Regions from separate parts of the Ovis aries genome. Here region 2 is linked to region 1. The links are chromatin contacts, called in public Hi-C maps. All regions are on one chromosome and are shown on one strand. The core of a region is the stretch at or near the end of the contact, and the rest is flanking DNA. Distances in the headings are between cores, read along the strand shown. Region 1 has its middle 15 kb from the start of WNT7B. Region 2 overlaps GTSE1 (G2 and S-phase expressed 1).

Region 1 (4,122 bases), core at 1,010-3,509:
AGTAGTGGAGGCAGCAAGCTCACAGCAGGAGTGCCCCAGCGCTGTGGCACCCCAGGCCTCTGTCCCGAGGAACTCAGGCTCACCAGGAGGCAAGGTGATGGAGCAGGTCCCGGGACTGTGAGAGCCTGGGGGGGCGCGAGGCATCAGGGGAGGCTGCCTGGAGGAGGGGACCTCACAGGTGAGACCTGAAGCTCAATAGTGTTGATCGGGAGAACGGGGTGTGGGAGGAAGCAGGCGGCAGGAGGCTGTGAGGAGCGGTCAGGACAGGTGGGTCCATGGCCCTTCTAATGCCAAGGAGCTGAGAAGGTCCTTCGAAGCTGGCCCTGGGGCACCGGGGCCTGGGTCAGCGGAGGCAGGACTCCCCTGTGCTGGGGAGGAGGGAGCAGGCAGGAGGCCCGGGGGGCACACGGAAGCTTCAGAGACGAGGGTGTGCCGGGCTCTCAGACACTCACTCAGGGCACAGTTCTGACTTGATCATTCAGTCGAGCCTGAGGACCCCTCTGACCCCTGGCACCCCTTGCCTGGTGTTGGGGGGAGTGGGTCTTTCTCCCCAAGATTAGCACCAAAACCCCCCAACCCCGCCGGGCAGCAGCAGAGAGAATGGTGATGACTTGGGGAAAGGATAACGGATTCTGGCCAGATTTCTGACGTTAAAATAGACTTTGAAAAGTATGGCTGAGACAATAATTCTGGAAGAAAAACAACAAAAGAAGCTTCTAGAAGCCAGCGCCCCAGCCAGCATGAGTTCAGGCCCCAAACAATGGCTCTGGGGAGATGATCCGTTGGTGACCCTGACCTGCACAGTTGCAGGCCTCCGGGGGGCTTGGGAACTGTGGGGGTGCCCAGACCCTCAGGACAGGGCGGGGCTGCCCAGGGTCCCCCGCCCTGGGAGCACAGTGAGCGGAGCCCCGTGCTGGCGCCAGCTCTGTGGAAGGTGGGGCGGGAGGCCTTGCAGTGGTGACGAGAGCAGGTCCACCTCTTCAGGTGCCCCGGGAGACCTGGGTTCGATCCCTAGGCCGGGAAGATAGCCTGGAGAAGGGAATGGCTCCCTACTCCAATATTCTGGCCTGGAGAATTCCATGGACTGTACAGTCCACGAGGTCACAAAGAGTCGGACATGACTGAGCGACTTTCATGACATGGCTGCTCAGGGATGGAGGCATGGGTGACCCCGGGGGCACCTGGCTGGAAGGGGGACCCCAGAGTCTGCCTGTCGAGACAGAGAGGTTCTGAGGCTGGGCACCGCTGGCGGTGAGGCTGCAGGAGTCAGATGCTACTGGAGGGGGACTCTGAGCTGCCTCAGTTTACCCTGTTGACCAAGATGCTCTGCTGCTGCGTACCAGGTCGCTCAGTCGTGTCCAACTCTTTGCAACCCTATGGACCGTAGCCCGCCAGGCTTCTCTGTTCCTGGAATTCTCCAGGCAAGAATACTGGAGTTGGGGGTCTGCTCAAGCCAGAGCACCAGATCCAAACAAATGAATTCCGTTTTCCCCTCTGGATGCAGCTGTCTTTCCTCAGGGATGCTCAAGGTGGGGGCGGGGGGAGTGCTCCGTGGTCCTGAGACCTGGGGGAGGCTGACTCAGGCGGGGATGTCTCGGACCCTGCAGCCCCTGCCCAGGCTGGGCACCATGGAGTCCAAGGAACACCGGGGTTCCCAGGTTTGACCTCTGTGCCAGCCCGCCCACCAAGCCCTGGGCCTGCAGTCTAAGGTCCAGTTCTCTGGGGACCGGAACTGAAGCCTCTGTGGCTGCACTGCCTCTGTGGGAACCTAAGAGCTGGATTCTTTTCCTTGGGGAGGAGGCTGCGGCCAGCCCCGGAGTCATTTCACTTGTAAATTAGGTCTTGGCTTTTCTTGTCTCTGGCTTCTCCCCCTCCGCCTTGGCTGGGAGGTGACCATCTGCAGTAGGGCCAGCAATGGGCTGGGCACCCCCCAGCTGGGTGACTCGATGGTTGTTGGGGGGTTGGAAGGATAGGGAGTGGGGCCCAGCCTGGGAGGCTGTGCTGGGGGCGGGGGCCTGCCTGCGTTGTCCAGCCTCCTCACTTTAGGTTTGGGGTGGCCCTGAAGGGGGCCCAGTTGGGTCACCCTCCCCCCAGCCCCACGATCCAGGCCCCTGGGCGTTTTCGGGGGGCGGGGAGGGCCCAGTGGCGTCCGCGCAGACGCGGAGCCTGAGCTGGGTCAAGGTCCCCCAGGCCCCGCCTGCCCTGGGCAGGAGCCGCTTCCGGCCTCAGGGCAGACAATGCGCTGGCTGGGGAGCCGTGGCCCCTGGCCAGATCCCCCACCCCCAACCCAGCCACACAGGAAGCCGGAACTCAGAAGACAGCGTGTCCTGGAGTGAACCCTCCGGCAGGCGCTGTGGTCCAAGGCATCTGATTCCCAGAGGAGGCTCCTCCAGTTGAATCAAACTGATTTCTTCCAGCCTTAAAATGACTAGGGGCCCCGGAGCCCTCCTGGGGGTGGGGGGACTTCAGTCCTCACCCTCGGGGTATGCTGAGTTTCTTCCTAACCATGAGGCCTTTGCACTGGCGCGCCCTCTGCCCACCACTCTGGCCTCCAGGTCCCTTCGAGGCCACCTCCTCCTGATTGCAGCTGCAGGGCCCACTCCTGGCCCACGTCTCCCCTTCCTGTTGGGGTTTCACGGGCCGTCTGCCCCCCTTCCCTCACCCCAGCCCCCAGCACAGCTCAGGCCTGAGCTGGACCTGTCGGCCTTGGTCCCTGCTGTCACCATGGGTCTGGGTGAGCTCCCCCCAAGCACCCCGACCCCTGCGTCCACTGCCCACCCCTGCGTGCACTGCCCACCCCCTCCAGGCAGTGCCTCCCTGCAGGCTCAGCTCGCGTGCTCCCCCAGCCCCGGGGCGCCTCCAGTAGCACACGCACCGCCTCCGTGTGCCCATCTCAAGGGGGCCCAAAGGCTGGGGTGAGGGTCCAGGCGGCTGGGGGCTGTGTACCCCAGTGACTGTCAGGGTCAAAGTCACCGACGACCCCTTTCCTCTGCACCCCCAGGGCTTGCCCCTGGAGACAGGCCTGCGGACCAGGAGGCTGGCCCCTCTGAACCGGATGGAAGGAGCTGAGAGCCAAATTCCAAAGAGCAGGGTGGCCCTTCCCCGGGCCCTGCTCCCTGGCCGGACGTCCCACCTCCCCGCCCCCAGCGGAGGACCAGCTCCTTCCCAGGCCTGCCGGCTGCACGGCCCTCGCCAGGCCCCCAGCCTCCTGGGCTCCTTTCCGCCGAGAGGCCCCCCAGGGCCTCGAACGCCCCTGCCCTGGGCCAGCAGCGCTCCTCACTGCCCGTGCTCGCCCCGTGGGCCTCAGGGAGTCCCTGTCAGTCTGTGGCGCTTGGGCGTCGGTAGGTGGGTAGGAAGGGTGGTTCGTGCAGCTCCAGCTGGGTCTCACCGCTCCTGCCAGGCTTGGCTCTGGTTTTTATTTTCAAGGTGAAGGAGTTAACTTTTTGCTCACTTCTGCATTCTCCAAACCCTTTTGCATAAAACCTGGTACACACTAGGCCCAAAAGAGATGCTTGTTGGCTGACACATGACTGAGGGGTCTGTGGGGACAGCGCAGCCCTCAAACAGTGAGCGGGTGTATCTGTGCTTCGGTTTGTATGTCTGCGTGTGTGTCTGTGCGTGTGTCAGGATGTGTCTCTGTGAGTGCATGTGGGCGTATGTGTATCTGCATGTGTCAGTCTGTGAGTGCATGAGTGTGTGTGTCTGTCTGCGTGTGTCGTTGTGAGTGTGTGTTTGTCAGAGTACATGAATGTGTATGTGTGTCTCTGTGTAAGTGTGTGTGTCAGTCTCTGTGAGTGTGTATATGTTTGGCTGTGTGTGAATGTGTGCCTGTGCGTGTCTGTGTGTATGTGAGTGTGTGTGCCTGTGTGAGTGTGTCTGTGTGCATGTGAGAGTGTGTGTCTCTGGGTGTGTGTCTGTGTGCATGTGAGTGTGTGTGTGTCTCTGACTGTGTCGGTGTGCCTATGTGTGAGTGTCTGTGTGTGTGTCTGTGGGCCTGTGTGTGTGTCTCTGTGTGTGTGTCTCTGCGTGTGTCTGTGTGCCTGTGTGTGTCTGTGTGTATGTGAGTGTGTGTGCCTGTGTGAGTGTGTGTCTGTGTGCATGTGAGAGTGTGTGTCTCTGAAT
Region 2 (4,122 bases), core at 593-3,092, 310 kb before region 1:
AAATTCACCAACTAATCCAAACCTACAAAAATTAAAAGACATATAAAATGCTTTATAAGAAATGAAAGCAATCACCATCACCAAAACTAATAATTATCTGAACTTTAAATATAATTTGTTCACTATTTTAAAAACATGTTAAAGTTTATCTATGACTTACCAGTAGAAAAGCTGGGAATTTTAAATTGATTCGTAGGGGTAGGCACAGCCTTTGTCTTGGAGTTTAGGCAGGAATCACGCCTTCTTGTACTCCCGGTCTTATCCCTTTGAGAAGACTGTGACCAACCACAATGAGAGCTTGGCCCAGGGCCTCCCTGTCCCGGGGTCTGGGGCTGGGGGAGAGATGCTCTGGGAGGCCCCCTGGGCTGCTCCGCTGCCCACTCCGCAGCCCCTGGCCTCTGGCTTTGCCTGCAGGCCACGCCCCCGGGGCCCGCCTTCAGGGACGGCCGTGGCAGGGTGAGCCCCGTTCTGCCTGTCTGGCTGGAGCTTGATCGGGCACTGTCCGCAGAGATGGCTGGACGTTCACTTGGTTCAGCTGGAAGAGGAGACAGGAAAGCTGGTTGTCACTCAAGCTGATGCTGTGTTTAAATGATGGAGTTATTTAACACACACACACAAGATATGCTATCTTCAGCGTGCCTACCTCAGAATGTGGAAAAGAAAGCAACTTATTTCTATCATGGTGATTTCCATATTAAAAAATACGACATAGGAACAATATTCTGCATGTCCACCAGGCAACATCCTCAAACACAAGGCAACCCGGGTCGCTCGTGGCTTAGTCGCTCGTGTGATCCAAGGCGCTGATTCTAGACACGATCACCAAGATGTACAAGGATGCACAAACTCAAGCTCTCTTGCCCTCACTGACTATGTCGACAGCAGAGCCCTATCCCAGCAGAGCAGGTGAAGACGGACAGTCTGGTCAGATGCCCCACCTGGCCAACCAGGGGTGCGGGCAGGGAGACGCGGAGAGCAGAGGCTCCTTACTGGTCAGTTCCTTTCAGCCACAGGGAGGCTGGGTCCTGTCAGTTACCAGGACTACTTAAATGAGCTGGGTGAAAATACGCAGCTGCCAAAATAGCGGACACAGAGGCCAACCTGGTGAAAGGTTCTTAAAGAGAAATTTAGGAGAAGGACTAAACCGCAGCCCACGTCAAACAGTGTGTAAGGCTCACAGCGCTCTCCCCACCACACTGACGGTCAGATCCCCATCAGATCTGACCCTGGGGATTTTGCCACGGAAAACAGAGGAACACACACTCACCAAAAGGCCACCCCCAGCCTGTCTCAAACTTTCCCAGAGGTAGGCTCAGAAATCATAGACAGAACTGGTGCTGATGCCTGAACCAACACAGCCAGACTCACAGCGCCTAGTGTAACAAAACTTCGTTTCCCTCAACACGCGCCGCGCTCCAGACACGGGGCCTGGTGGTCCTCAGGCAGGCAGAGACACTGAGAGGGCGGGGCCACCCCCCACCCCCCACCCCCCCGGCCCCCCGGTTTGTAAAGGTACAGATGCAACTTCAGTTCTCCTGACCACCCAGGCGGTCAGGGCCCCAGATCAGACCGGCCTCGCTCCAGAGGAGAGACTTCTCACGTCTGTGTACAAAACGCAGGCTGTGCTGCCCAGCTTAGAGCCTACCCAGCAAATCTGCTTTGAACAAGGTTTTAGTCCTTGAGGGCAGGAGGCCGCGTGACTTCCCACAGCCTCCTAGGGTTTCTCCCCTTTACCAGCAGATGGCACCCTCGGCTTGGAAAGACAGCAAAGTCGCCTGAGTTGAAACAGGTTTGAGCAGATTTAAACCAACACCCAGGCATTACGGCTCCTACGCCTACACTATCTGGAACAGCCCTACTTTAAGATCCTCCATTTGGTCACGTGGCTGAGGCTGGCCTCAGCGTCACGCCGGGCCCGTGGCACCAGCAGGGCACGCCCACCTTGTGATGGCCTGTGTTCAGTCATGTCTGACCCAGCGACCTCATGGACACAGCCTGCAAGGCTCCTCTGTCCATGGGACTTCCCAGGCCAGAATACTGAGAGGGCTGCCATTTCCTTCTCCAGGGGATCTTCCCAACCAAGGGATCAAGCCCAAGGCTCTTGCATCTCCTGCCTTGGCAGGCGGGTTCTTTACCTACAGAGCCACCCGTGACGGCTTAACTCAGCCGAGACTGAGAGCGTCCGCTGACCATGCCTCTCTGCGGAGAAGGGGAGGCACCTTGAGGACGGAGGCCCCAACAGTGTCCCCACCCCAGACCAGAGCAAGCCTTCCAGAGCCTGCGGCTGAGCTGAGTGGTTCTGGAAGTCTGGCAGGAGCACAGCGCTCAGGGCTGGCCTTACCTCTGCCGGTCACGGGAGAAGCACACGCAGCGGAGCTCAGGCCCGAGACGGACCCTGACGAGGCCCTTCCTGCCAGGCCGCCAGCACCCCCAGGAGGTTTTAGCATGGTTTTCTTCGGCCCGGACTGAAACAGAGATTTTGTTACCTACCCAAGACTTATTTCTGCAAAAGTCGGGGTTTTCAACAGTCTACAAGTTATCATCTCGAATCAGAGAAAGGCCGAGCAGTGCTCCCCGGTGTGGCCGCCAGGTTCCCTGTGGGAGGCGCACCGGGAGCCTGCTGACCGCGGGCGTGGGGCCTGGACCCCAGCCTGTGCACTCGATAGCTGCAGGGCCCAGTGTGGGCAAGCTTAGCAAGTACCACCAGGGACGTGGCACTTTCACAAGCACACAGAGCTCAGCGCTGGAAAACAAACGGCAAACATGAGGACGGTCGCCTCCACGCCCGGGAGGAGCTGTGGTTCTCAGAGCGGCGACAGCCCGTCTCCCCGGCGCACCAGCCCTGTGAGGGGAGCAGGGTCGTCTCTGCCATCAGACACCCCGATGTCAGCTCGGGGGGCCGACATTCCACGGTGCCCGCAGCTCCCCGGGGCAGCGGCCAGGCCCTCCCGTGTGCCAGGCCTCCGTGCCCTGCATTTCAGCACACCGCCCCTCCTGGATCCCGCCTTCAACCTCCTAAACCTTGATTTTGGTCCAGACGCATCCCACATCCCACATCCTCAAAGCTGCCCCTTACTCCCTGCACTCACAGGCCAATCCCCACCCCTGCCCCAGCCCCGGCCAACCCACCTTGTTCGGAACAGGGAGCGACCGCTTGCCTGGGACCAAGTGGCTTCCTGCGGCTGACATGCCAGCGACGTCCCGGGTGGTTCTGAGCTTGTCCGGGGGCATGCTGCTGTGGGCGTCCTTTTCGTTTTGGACTTTCATCCTGGGAGGACTAACTGGTTTCTGTCTTGTGGGCTGAAAATTGTAAATTGAAATGTGAGGACTGTCTAGTCTTCCACAACGTAGAGACACACAAAGGCTTCAATTAGAGGGCAGACACCATCCATCTTCCCAACATGCAGTCCTCAATCCATCAACAGGAGAGAAAAGAATATAGCGGTTCACCTCCTCCACCAAATTACCAGAGAATGATGATGGAGCCTGCTTCCTCATTAGAAACGGTAAAATAATACCAAGACAGACCATTGATAGCAGAGAACTCCTCCAGGGCTCGTCCTCAGTCAGGATTCTTATTTAAGGGTGATAATGAGGAAACTGGGTCTAGTTACACAAATTTTAAAATGCCGCACGGAAAGGAATCATTCATTAAATGGCCATGCCCTGTACCAGAGGAGCTGCTCAGCTCCAATAAATCTTCACCTAATACTCAAGGCCATTTTTCTTCAGCGAACAGAGCCCAACAAAGAATAAATTCCTCACTTTTAGGTACAAGGGCATTCGTGGAAGTGATTCATGCTTCCATAAATAACCCCTCATACTAAGAAGAGTTCATAAGAAGCAAAAGAAGCTCATAAAGCAGTAACCTTCTTTCTCCTTTACATCATTTTTTACATTGAGACATGCCTCACCTAAGTGAGGCCCACCGTTTACATCACCTTCTACACGGGGACATGCCTCTCTAAGTGAAGGCCCACCGTTTACATCACCTTCTACACGGGGACATGCCTCTCTAAGTGAGGGCCACCGTTTACATCACCTTCTACACGGGGACATGCCTCTCTAAGTGAGGCCCACCGTTTTAAAGCGTGCACGTCAGTGGTTTTCAGCATCCTGTCA

The links. A called contact is a pair of places that touch in the nucleus more often than the background predicts.
Region 2: a contact with region 1 is called in a Hi-C map of liver, with 5 times the contacts expected there. The contact joins two enhancer-like sites. A contact is called at or near these places in 4 of 16 Hi-C or Micro-C datasets (hypothalamus, liver, muscle and 1 more).

What each region holds. Positions count from the first base shown.
Region 1 is chr3:222,211,423-222,215,544 of ARS-UI_Ramb_v3.0, reverse strand. No RefSeq gene overlaps it. Among named protein-coding and RNA genes, the nearest start is that of WNT7B, 15 kb to the right of the region's middle. Within about 2 kb of position 2,259, at least 35 of the 54 cell types and tissues checked have an H3K27ac peak or open chromatin away from gene starts, as enhancers often do. A contact at or near this core is called in liver, where this site is marked.
Region 2 is chr3:222,522,056-222,526,177 of ARS-UI_Ramb_v3.0, reverse strand. GTSE1 (G2 and S-phase expressed 1) reads right to left here. Exons shown (of 12, transcript XM_042247888.1): 5 at 3,130-3,300; 6 at 2,342-2,465; 7 at 161-535. Among named protein-coding and RNA genes, the nearest start is that of GTSE1, 10 kb to the right of the region's middle. Within about 2 kb of position 1,842, at least 20 of the 54 cell types and tissues checked have an H3K27ac peak or open chromatin away from gene starts, as enhancers often do. A contact at or near this core is called in liver, where this site is marked.